Linked DNA regions of Sus scrofa: regions 1 and 3 are each linked to region 2. Evidence: chromatin contacts called from public HiChIP or PLAC-seq data. All regions are on one chromosome and are shown on one strand. The core of a region is the stretch at or near the end of the contact, and the rest is flanking DNA. Distances in the headings are between cores, read along the strand shown.

Region 1 (3,362 bases), core at 230-2,729, 210 kb after region 2:
TCCCCCCACCAAGCTGACAAGAGCCACTAGGTACTTTGTAAACACAAGATGGGGGGGGCGAGGGTAGAGCAAGAATTCAGGGATGGTCAAGCGAGAGACAGAAACAGACAGCAAAGGGAAATGAGAGAGGTGTTAATAGAGAGCTGGCCCCCCCCTCACCTAGTTGTTTCCGAAGATTCTTTATGGGGTTGTTTCTGCAGAGAAACACATTTCTACCATGATCTATGTAACCCACAGCATTTACTTTTCCTCAGGTTTTTTTTTTTTTTTTTAAAGTGCTGTTTCAGACGCTTTTTGAAGTCAATGCTCAAAACGTACAAAAATCAAGAGAGACTGTCTTTTGGCTTTTAATTTTTCCTCCCTTTCCCTTCGCTCCGGTGTTTTCTCCTCTTGGGGGGGGGGGTACTGTAGGATGTTGTCTTCTCCCCAAAGAGGGAGACGGCTTTTCAATTGTTAATGTCAGTAATTGGACTTTTGGACCATGCTTTTTTCTTCAGCTAATCCAATCACCGGTAAAAATCCTCATTCCCTCTAAGGTTTCCCAGCCTTAAATGAAAGCAGTCTGAAGTCACTAGCCACTGAGAAGAGAATCCTTCAACACATTTTTTTTTCCTTTCCCGCTTACGTTTCTATTCCTCACCCCCGGCTCGATTCTAATACAGTATCAAGAGAGACAAACTCTTCCGAGAGTAATTTACAAACGATGGTCAAACTTACAAACTTCCAGCAAATTGCACCGAGTCATGTCCAGCCACTTTTCTGTCCACTTTTGTACATTCCATCCCCGGCCAGTGGATCTGAGGGTCTGGACTCTCAATAAGCAATGTGGTTCTACCTCTTGGATTGCTCCGCTTTAGAGATGGAAAAGAAAGTAGCTGGTCTTTTCCTTTCTCTTTCCCGTCTGTTGTTCGCCGCTTGGCTGACACTGGCTCCGCTGCCCGGAGTCACGGCGATACACAGGCTTTCATTGTGCTCCGATAGGAGAGGGAGAGAAAGAGAGTGAGACAGAGGGAGAAAGAGAGAGCCAGCGAGCTGCAGAGGGGGGTGGGGGGGCGGAGGGCGGGGGGAGAGCTGGCCCGAGGCTCCCTGGTGGAAGGCGGGTGCCACTGCACGGGCGAGCCAGGCGGCCGGCGCCGGGGAAAGGGGAACGCAGAGGGCCTCCCAGCGGCTGAAGAGGTGAATCCCAAAGCCTGCGCATCTCCGCGGCGCGCGCAGCTCGGCCTCCGACTGGGCTCGGGGGTGGGGGAGGGGGGAAGGCTGGGGAAATTCCCCAGCCTCTACCCGACGACTTCACGAGCTCGAAACGTTGAAGAAATTCCCGCCCAGGGAATGTATTTTCCCATGCAGACCTCCGTTCTCCCCGCCCTTGCCCCCGAGGATGTCATTTTCATTTTTCAATATGTTGTCGATGACACCCCTGAGCACCTTAGCGAGAGTTGGGTGAGCACGGAGGAAACGCTCATTCGTGTCAGGGAGACACAGGGTGTGTGCGCGCGGGTCGGGGAGGGGGGGAGGGTGGGGGAGGGGAGAGGAACTCGCACCCTCAGCTCCTAAAGGGCAGGAGAGTGTCAGTCTACCTGCCCGCCTGTGGTGTGCGTCTCTGATAAGTCAATAGGGGATTACGAGCGAATCAGTAGCAATAAAAATAAAATACTCTACCATGGTGAAATTACCAATACCAGTTCTAGAAGGGGAAAAAAAAAGATTTCCTTGAAAATACAAGTTTGCCTACGACGAACCAAAAATGCAAGATCTGAGGTCTCCACAGCTGTCCGATTTACATCTATAATGAGGAAAATCATTCCGTTAGCAGTAGTTTCAAGAAGTTTAATAACACAAACCAAATCTCAGACACTGAATGTTGTCCCCTCTTCAGACAATCCTACCTTTAAGGTCTCCAAAAGTATACTGAATTCTGTTTGTTGTCAGTTACGGAGAATAAATTAAGATGAGCACACTGTTATTATAATCAGGACCATAAATGTTCTATGTATCCTAACTTGGAAGTCATTTCAATTTGAGGTCTCAAGCAATGGGGCTTTTTTAATCTAAACCAACTCTGCCATTTCAATAACACGGTCCTACTTCAAACTGAGTTGAAGAGAAATGAATGGGCAAAATCAAAGCAAACATTTTAAGACTGGATTTATCTATAGTTTAGTTCTCTTTAGGCTGGCCTACATTGGTCCATTTCATTTTCACAAATCCTGGAATGTTAGTTTGGAACCAGGAACAAGTGCATTCTGATGGCATATAACTTTGCTACTTTTCATTGGAACATATTTTATCTGTCTCTTCCAAGGCTAAGTTCCTCACCACTCAAGAAGAAAGGCAGAAATATATTGTTGTTGGGTATGCAAATTTGAATAGAGAATTCCCTCTATTAAAAAGAATTCCTCATTAAAAAGTGAATGAGTTTCGATCATATTACATTTTTTTAAAGGTGCATCCATTAGACATTACTTTCTTTCTACCACTCCTGACACTTTATATCCAGCAGTAATACTTGACAAAAGAGAAAAAATTAAATCTAAAACTTACCATTCACTGTACAGTCCTGCAATAGCATGGGTTTTGATTAATAACAGAGTCCTTAGTCAAATCTGCAACTCTTATATAAACTTTGATTTCTATGCTAGATAGGGACATACCTTAAGAACTTGGTCAAGCAAGAATTTGATAAATTTTCATTCTATATTCTAATGGTGTAGGACACTCCTCTACAATGTCTTTTATACACATTTAAACTTATGGCCATTTGATTTCAAGCTGACGTCATCATCCACATCCTCATTTCCATTCACATCAGTTACTATTTATTTACACTCAGTTTCAGGCACAGTACTTCCCTGATTTCTCCCTTAATCTACCCAAATCCTGAGGGAGAGGTATTACTAACTCCACCCAGAAATGAAGAAACTGAGGCTCATCAAAATCAAAACTATTTACATTAAACTAACTAGGAAGTAACAGATTAGGACTTGAACTCAAGACTGATTTCAAACCTATGCTCTCTTAACCACTGGGCTTGCTGCCTCAGTATCAAGTGTGAAAAGAGTTACAGGGAAACCAGACTATCCCCAAAATAGCTCAAGGGCTGTAATTACACTTCAATCAACATGCTGGAGTCTAAGTCCTATAATACCTCCAAGAAATGAGTAGTGAATAGAACTACTCATCTGAATATGGGAGCAGACAAGTGAGAAAATAGTCAATTACATCCAGCTGCCAATAAAATAAACATTACTTTTTTCCTTGTCTTTCTCTTTTTTATGGAACTGTTCCCTCTTATAACCCTAATGCTTCTGTATAGCCCTATGAATTTTTTCAAGCATTCCTTTTTATTTGTCTATTTGTCTTCC
Region 2 (3,343 bases), core at 605-3,104:
TAAAGACAATGCTAATATTCAGCCATCTCTTGGTCAGTCCACGTGGTAGAGAACTAGTTTAAAATAGTGGAAATACTAAAATATGTAATATTTAATGAAATGGACTTTATGTTTTTAAGAAACATATTGTACTTCCAATGAGGAATACAAATACCTAGTAAAACTTGAATGGATGCTTATCTTACTAGGTAAGAATGGCCTATAATTAAATATGGCTGATAATCACTCTTTATATTAGTTTAGTGCTTTATAGTTCATAAAGACTTTGTAATGATCTCTAAGATGCCTTCAGGTTCTATTAGTCTATGGATCTGTGACTTAACAGGATCACAGAGTTAGTAAGTGGTCGGACACGGAACCTCTTTATTTCTTTTACAGCCCTTATTACCAACTATAAATACTTCGGTTTTTGTTTATTTATTTACTGGTATATTATCTTTCTTCCTTAGCAAGTTAAAGGTTCCAAGTGTCTTCAAGATTCTGGAATGACTTCTTTGCTGAGAAAATCATGCGTCTTATATATTTAAAATCAGCCACTTTCTTACCCAAATAGTATATTGAAATTAAAAAATTAGTCAACAAAGTTTTGCTGTATATAAATTAATTTATCCTTCTTTCCTCCAAATTCTATCTGACATTTCCAACTACTTGATACAAAGAAATTTTATAGTGATCTTCTCCATTCTTTCTTACCACATTGTGGTTGAGAAGTGAATGGCATGTTCCAACTAATTCAGCTGATATTGCCTTAATTTCCTCCAGCTAAGAGGGGTAAATAGAAATGGTTACCATGGAAAGACACAAATACCACCGTCTGCTATTTCCTCATTGGCCACAACATCATTGCAAGAAGCAGCAAGGGTGCCTTCTAAAAACTGAGCTTCAGGCATGTACAAGGCATTAAATCCACAGTGCCTGCAGCCTCTCAGGTTGCCTAATGACAGCAGAAGATGGGGGTGGAGAATGGTAATAACAGCTGGTATTTATTGAACCTTTACCCAATGCCAGGTATTGTACCCAAACTAGATACACATTAGTTCCTTTCAACTACACATCCAGCCTATGAGTTCAATCTTATTATTACATCTTAGAGGAGAAAATGGATCCTTAGACATTTAAATTTTCTCAATTTCACTTATCTACTAGGTGGCAGAAGTGAGGTTCTAACCCAGGTCTTTTTAATTTTTGTAAACTGTGGTGATGATTTTATGGTACTTTTGTGCTGGAGGTAAAAAGTAACTGACTACTTAAAGGTCAGCTTTTCTTATAATTTATGCGATTCCTAATGAGAATGGCTTGTTCCTTCCTACCTCTGGAGGAGGGATTCTTCTGGTTCACTGCTCAGGAGATCCTCGTATCAGGCAATGGAATGTGTAAGCCAGAGGTCTTGTATCGCATTTTACTTTTCTGTTATTGCTTTGGGCATCAGACCAGGGGATCATTTTAACAGCAACAAAATGTCTTACAGTTTATAATGAAATGAACTGTGGCCCCTGCTCTAAGGGCCGGAAACACCATAAGTACCTCGTAGATATTTATTGAACTAAATTACTGTTGAACTAAACTACTGTTGAACTAAACTTCGGTCACTGACCCAGTTAAGTGAGGACCAACATGGAGCCAAGTAGTCCTACACTAAGGTGCCAGTGAACTCACTTATATGTGACCATCTAAACATCCAGAAATCAATCTGATGGACCAGAGTAGGAAGAACTCCAAGGTCTGTAGTTAGACCTATCATTTCAGGAAACTATACCTAAATGTACATGTTAATTTACAGTTTCCTAAACTGTCCTTTTTCCTCCCCACCAGGCTTCTCCTCTTTCTTTTTTCCCTGCAGAATGAGCCACATGATTGCTTCAATTTGCCACTTCCCTCTGACAGATCTAGTCATATGTCTGTATGTAATACATACACACTTACATAAACATGAGTTGAAGTCAATTTAGATAACAACTGACAAGAAATTAAATATTTAAAGATGTTGTTGATTACGGAGTTATCACAAATGTCTAGTTAGCATCCCAGACTGGAAAAAAAAAAATCCACCACGATGATTTCATCTTGGCAGTCTTCCCCATCTCCCCCCGAACTACAACTGCTACCTATTTACTTGGAATCTTAATTCACAGTTGTTTATTTCCTGCATTCACAGGCAAAGTTGGGGAAAACATACTTTAGTGAATTTCAAATTTCAGAGTTAATAGCATACTGCTGGTACGGTATTTATTCCACTTTAATATATGAAGGTAAGCATCTGCTGTTCTTTTGACTGATGACACAGTTCATTTTCTCCTGAGTAACAGAGACATTTGAAAACGGCTGAAAGCTCACTTTCTGCCTCGTTTCCTGTAAATATCTTTACACTTACTTCAAAGCTGACCTTTCACTTAGATCGAAATCCATGTTACTAAAAACTTGCAGAGCAGAGAACTGAATCAATAGGTTGAACATTAAAATAATTTATCTTGATTTATTTACTGTACCCTGAACACACCTTTGAGGGTTTATAATTTCTGGGGACACCTTGAGCAGCCTGAGTGAAGTGTCTGCCAAAAATCACATCTGACGAGGGCCTTGGGTTGTTTTTTGTGTTTTTTTTTTTTTTTCCACTGCTGTTTTTGAAAAGTGCCATCGGGAAGCTTAACTATAACAATTCTCTTTCAATGTCGTCAGTTTTCCATGGGTTCAGGCAAGTCACAGTATAGATCTCAGATACACAGAAAATTGTAAGCGGAAACCGGGTTAAAAGGCAAGGAAATGTTGTATATACCTAACATCATAGAAATCAAGTATAAAAGACAGACCCCTGAATTGCAGAGTAGAATCGAGTTAGCCGTCTTAACTGGAAACAGAATTCAAATTACCTTGTGCTTGGTTACCGGAGAGGAATGAGGCGGCTTTAAAAATAGACACCACTGTTTTGGGCCTTTGTTTAAAATAGTAATTCCCAAGATGAAGTTTCTCTTAGTGTCTTTAATATGCCTGGATCAAAAGATGGGAATCTGACTGGTTTAGGAAAATCTTTAGGGAAAACCTAATTCCTTTGTTTTCTCAGCAAAGACTTTGGATAAGAGTCTAAGTTTACTTTAGCCTGTGCATTTTGAGAACTGGACGACAAATTTACTAGGAGCCAGAGAGAGTTTCCTCACATGATCTAAGCTGTGGAATTTCTTTGTTTCTTGCCTTTCAGATAGAAGAAGAATAACAAGCATTGTACTGTCCACAAATGCACTGACCATTCAGTCTCCATTTTAACACATGACACACACTGTGTGTGTGTGTGTGTGAGAGAGAGAGAGAGAGAGAGAGAGGAGACAGACAGACAGACAGACAGAGAAAG
Region 3 (3,320 bases), core at 672-3,171, 190 kb after region 2:
ATTCCTTCAGAATAATGATCATGCGGAGTTCCCTTGTGGCACCGTGGGTTAAGGACCCAGAATTGTCATTGCAGCAGCCAAAAAAAAGAAATACTGATTATGAGTAATGGTATCTCCAGAATCTCCACATCAGAGGGCTTAAAGAGCAATTTGGTTGCAAGTCAGGGAGAGTAATCTGGTTGCAACCAGGAAGTAATCTGGTTGCAGCTGAGTTTCCTCTGCATCTTACAAAATACTGAAAAAAAAAAAAAAAAAAAAAAAGCCTCTGTCATTTTATCTGACCTCTCTGAGAGAGAGCAGAGGTTATAATGTCTTCAAGGAACTCATTTGTCTTCAAGACATTACAATGAACTTTGGTAAAACTAAGTTTATTCTTTAAATGGATCCAAGGCCTACTCACAGTATAATCTGCCCCTTGATACATTCTTACATGTAAAGTGAACATTTCACCAAGAATCTCCAGGTATGGATTCCTGAATCTTGAAGAAGCCACTCCAATGACTTATCAGCTTTGTTGCCTTCTCTCTGCCCACCGTAGATATCAATAATGAACTACCATGGCCTGCTTTCCCACAGAGCTTAGATATTTCCTTAGAATCCTCAATACAGCCCACCAGGTGACAACTTCCAACCTTCCCTGGGATGCAAGTTGAAACATATTTGTCACTCACAGATCCTACATGTTCAAGCACTTTCTAACTCTTAAAAAATATGGGAATGGCAGCTGTTTCAAAGAGTAATCTGTGACCTGTAGGCATTCATTCTGAATTCTCTCTGCACTTTGGAGGATGAGTTGGTCTTAATTGTTATTAACTTTCAGATGTCTTGCTGCACATGGCTTTCAAACTCAGGCTTGGCTCATGTGTGAGCTGCAGTCTGAGATCGCATGTGTAATTACCTTCTAGAGGTAGTCAGAAACCATGACTAGACACACAGACAGTGGCATCATCCACTCTGCTCAAACCCAACTCCACCATATCTGACTGAGTGACCTGGCAGATCTCACACCTCAACTTCCTCATCTGTCAAATGGAAATAAGATCACACCAACCCACTTGATAATGTGATTACGAGGAAACTTGGGTTGATACTCCAAAAACACTTAGAAGAGTACCTGACATGTTAAACATTTAATCAATCTGATTAAAAAATATTGGACCAAAGGAATACCTCAAAGATCAGTGTTTCACAGCTGGTGCAGAGAACATTTAGCCATAGAAATATAAAGGGTTGAGGTCCTTTAAAAATGCATGCTCCCCACAGTTTAGTTCAACATTTACCAAATACTTGCTTATGTGATGTCTGACACTGTTATGACAATGGAAATACAAAGATAAATAAGGCACTTCTCCACCTTGAAGTAAAAATCTTAACAACTATGAAGCCCTATATTTTTTTCAAGGTAATGAGAAAACACCCACCATCAGCATAAAAAAATACATTCAATCTGGATCTGAATGCATTCAAAATCACTTTTCAGCAGAGTAGCAGGTCTCTCCCTTAAGCTCCATCTAAGATCTGATTCCAAAATAAGCAACAGCAAGGAGAAAAACTTAGACCAATCTTGGTTTCAGAGATGAATCTGCTTCTTTGATTCAGGATCAAGTTTCTTTTCATAACAACCTTGGAGCCCTCTCTCCCCAGACCTGCGGGTTGACTCACTAGACTCATAAGAAATAAAGGTAGCAAAGTGCAGGCTTTCATAAATTCAAAATGTTTTCTCACTTTGCCTTGTATTCTTACAAATTAATGAATTTTTTAAAAATTTAAAATTAAAAAAAAAAAAAAACACAAGACTGTCTTTTTCCAGCCTCCCTTTTCTAGATTTGATGTGCCCTGGGTGTCTGACATCCTCATTCCATTCATGATTTCCATTCTTTCTTGGAGAGTCATTGCTTCAAAATATGTGTGGGTGTGCTTCTGGGAGCTCAAGACACTCTATGTCCTCATCTTAGATGCAAATTCGGTGGTGCATTTGGGGCCCAGCTACTCCACTCTGTCAGCTGTGTGCCTTGCAGAACCCAGAGGTCAGGACAGTGGCTCAACACACTAGCAGAGTTAGCATAGGCCAATTCAAGCCTCTTACCAGTCTCTAAAATGAGTATAATAATACCCCAGAGAATAAACAGAGTTAACTTGTGTGTACACATTCGATAAACTGAAAATTTGCCATTCAAAAATAAAGACATTAGTAGTATTTCTCAGCTGCTCTGTATAGTATAAAAAAGCTACACTCACCTTATTTACAACACGGGGTTTCTGTGTGGACAATAATGGTTGTATACCTGTAGGATGATGATATGATGACTATTGCAAACCAGTTACCACTTCTGCCTGCCTCCTGAGAGAGCCTGCTATGCCTCCACTTCCTTCTGGCCCAGGTGCTCATCTCCTGACCCTTTCTTTCCTGTTTCTATGGCTAAAGAGAGATGATATTCTTCTTTTCCTCAAAAGAAGCCTTTCAGCCATTCCTCTTTCATTCTCAAGCCTCAATGACTTCTAACAAAATGATCACAATAGCTTCAAGGAACAGAAGATGCTGACATGGCCACCCTCCTCCTTAGAAGCATCAGAACCAGCATCTTGCACAGACTAACCAAAGCAGCACACAGCCTGGACCACTGTGCAGGCAGCCGTCCAGGCTCAGAGCAGCACTGGCAAAGGAGACCATCTTCTAGCTCTGAAGGTAACCGTTTGTTTAGGGTTATCATGTGTCACTTCTCAGAGTGTTTACTTCATTTTAATGAACCCAAATCATTCTCCAATCAGCCACCTTAAGGAACAAAGAACTGTACATTATTTATCACTAGTTAAATTGATCTCATTCTTTCATTTGTTTGTTGACTCTCTGTCCGTGCACCCTTTCTCATTAAAATATAGACATCATCCAACAAGAACTTTGCCTCTCCTAGGTGGCCCAAAGGCCTGACATAGGATCCAGCATACAGCAAGGCACTCAATGTATGTAACTTCTATGCCATTATCCTCCTCCTTGCACCAATATTTTCTATTCATGAGATATTGGGCTTTAGAATTTCAATCTGGAAACAATCTTTTTTTTTTTTAATACCCTGAGAGTCTGATTTCTAGGGCTCCTTTTTTTTTTTTTTTTTTTTTGTCTTTTTAGGGCCATACCTGAGGCATATGGAAGTTCCCAAGCTAGGGGTCAAATCGGAGCTGTAGCTGCCGGCCTACACCACAGTCACAGCAACGCCAGACCCAAGCTGCATCTGCGACCTACACCACAGCTCATGGCAATGCCAGATCCTTAACCCACTGAGCGGGGCCACGAATCGCACCTGCATCCTCATGGATGCTAG

The links. HiChIP or PLAC-seq counts read pairs in DNA pulled down with a chosen protein or histone mark.
Region 1: a contact with region 2 is called in an H3K27ac HiChIP or PLAC-seq map of alveolar macrophages. The contact joins the promoter of MAML2 here to the enhancer-like site in region 2. A contact is called at or near these places in 3 of 5 promoter capture datasets (fetal liver, fetal skeletal muscle and liver), 3 of 47 Hi-C or Micro-C datasets (embryonic fibroblasts, heart right ventricle and skeletal muscle) and 2 of 2 datasets of contacts at active chromatin or transcription factors (alveolar macrophages and skeletal muscle).
Region 3: an H3K27ac HiChIP or PLAC-seq map of alveolar macrophages shows a contact between it and region 2. The contact joins two enhancer-like sites. A contact is called at or near these places in 2 of 2 datasets of contacts at active chromatin or transcription factors (alveolar macrophages and skeletal muscle).

What each region holds. Positions count from the first base shown.
Region 1 is chr9:28,371,503-28,374,864 of Sscrofa11.1, forward strand. It overlaps MAML2 (mastermind-like protein 2), which reads right to left and starts at 1,480. Exons shown (of 4, transcript XM_021102335.1): 1 at 1-1,480.
Region 2 is chr9:28,163,072-28,166,414 of Sscrofa11.1, forward strand. The region is part of intron 1 of MAML2 (mastermind-like protein 2); the gene reads right to left. Among named protein-coding and RNA genes, the nearest start is that of MTMR2, 190 kb to the left of the region's middle. Within about 2 kb of position 1,855, at least 6 of the 83 cell types and tissues checked have an H3K27ac peak or open chromatin away from gene starts, as enhancers often do. A contact at or near this core is called in alveolar macrophages, where this site is marked.
Region 3 is chr9:28,352,795-28,356,114 of Sscrofa11.1, forward strand. All of the region lies in intron 1 of MAML2 (mastermind-like protein 2), which reads right to left. Among named protein-coding and RNA genes, the nearest start is that of MAML2, 19 kb to the right of the region's middle. Within about 2 kb of position 1,922, at least 10 of the 83 cell types and tissues checked have an H3K27ac peak or open chromatin away from gene starts, as enhancers often do. A contact at or near this core is called in alveolar macrophages, where this site is marked.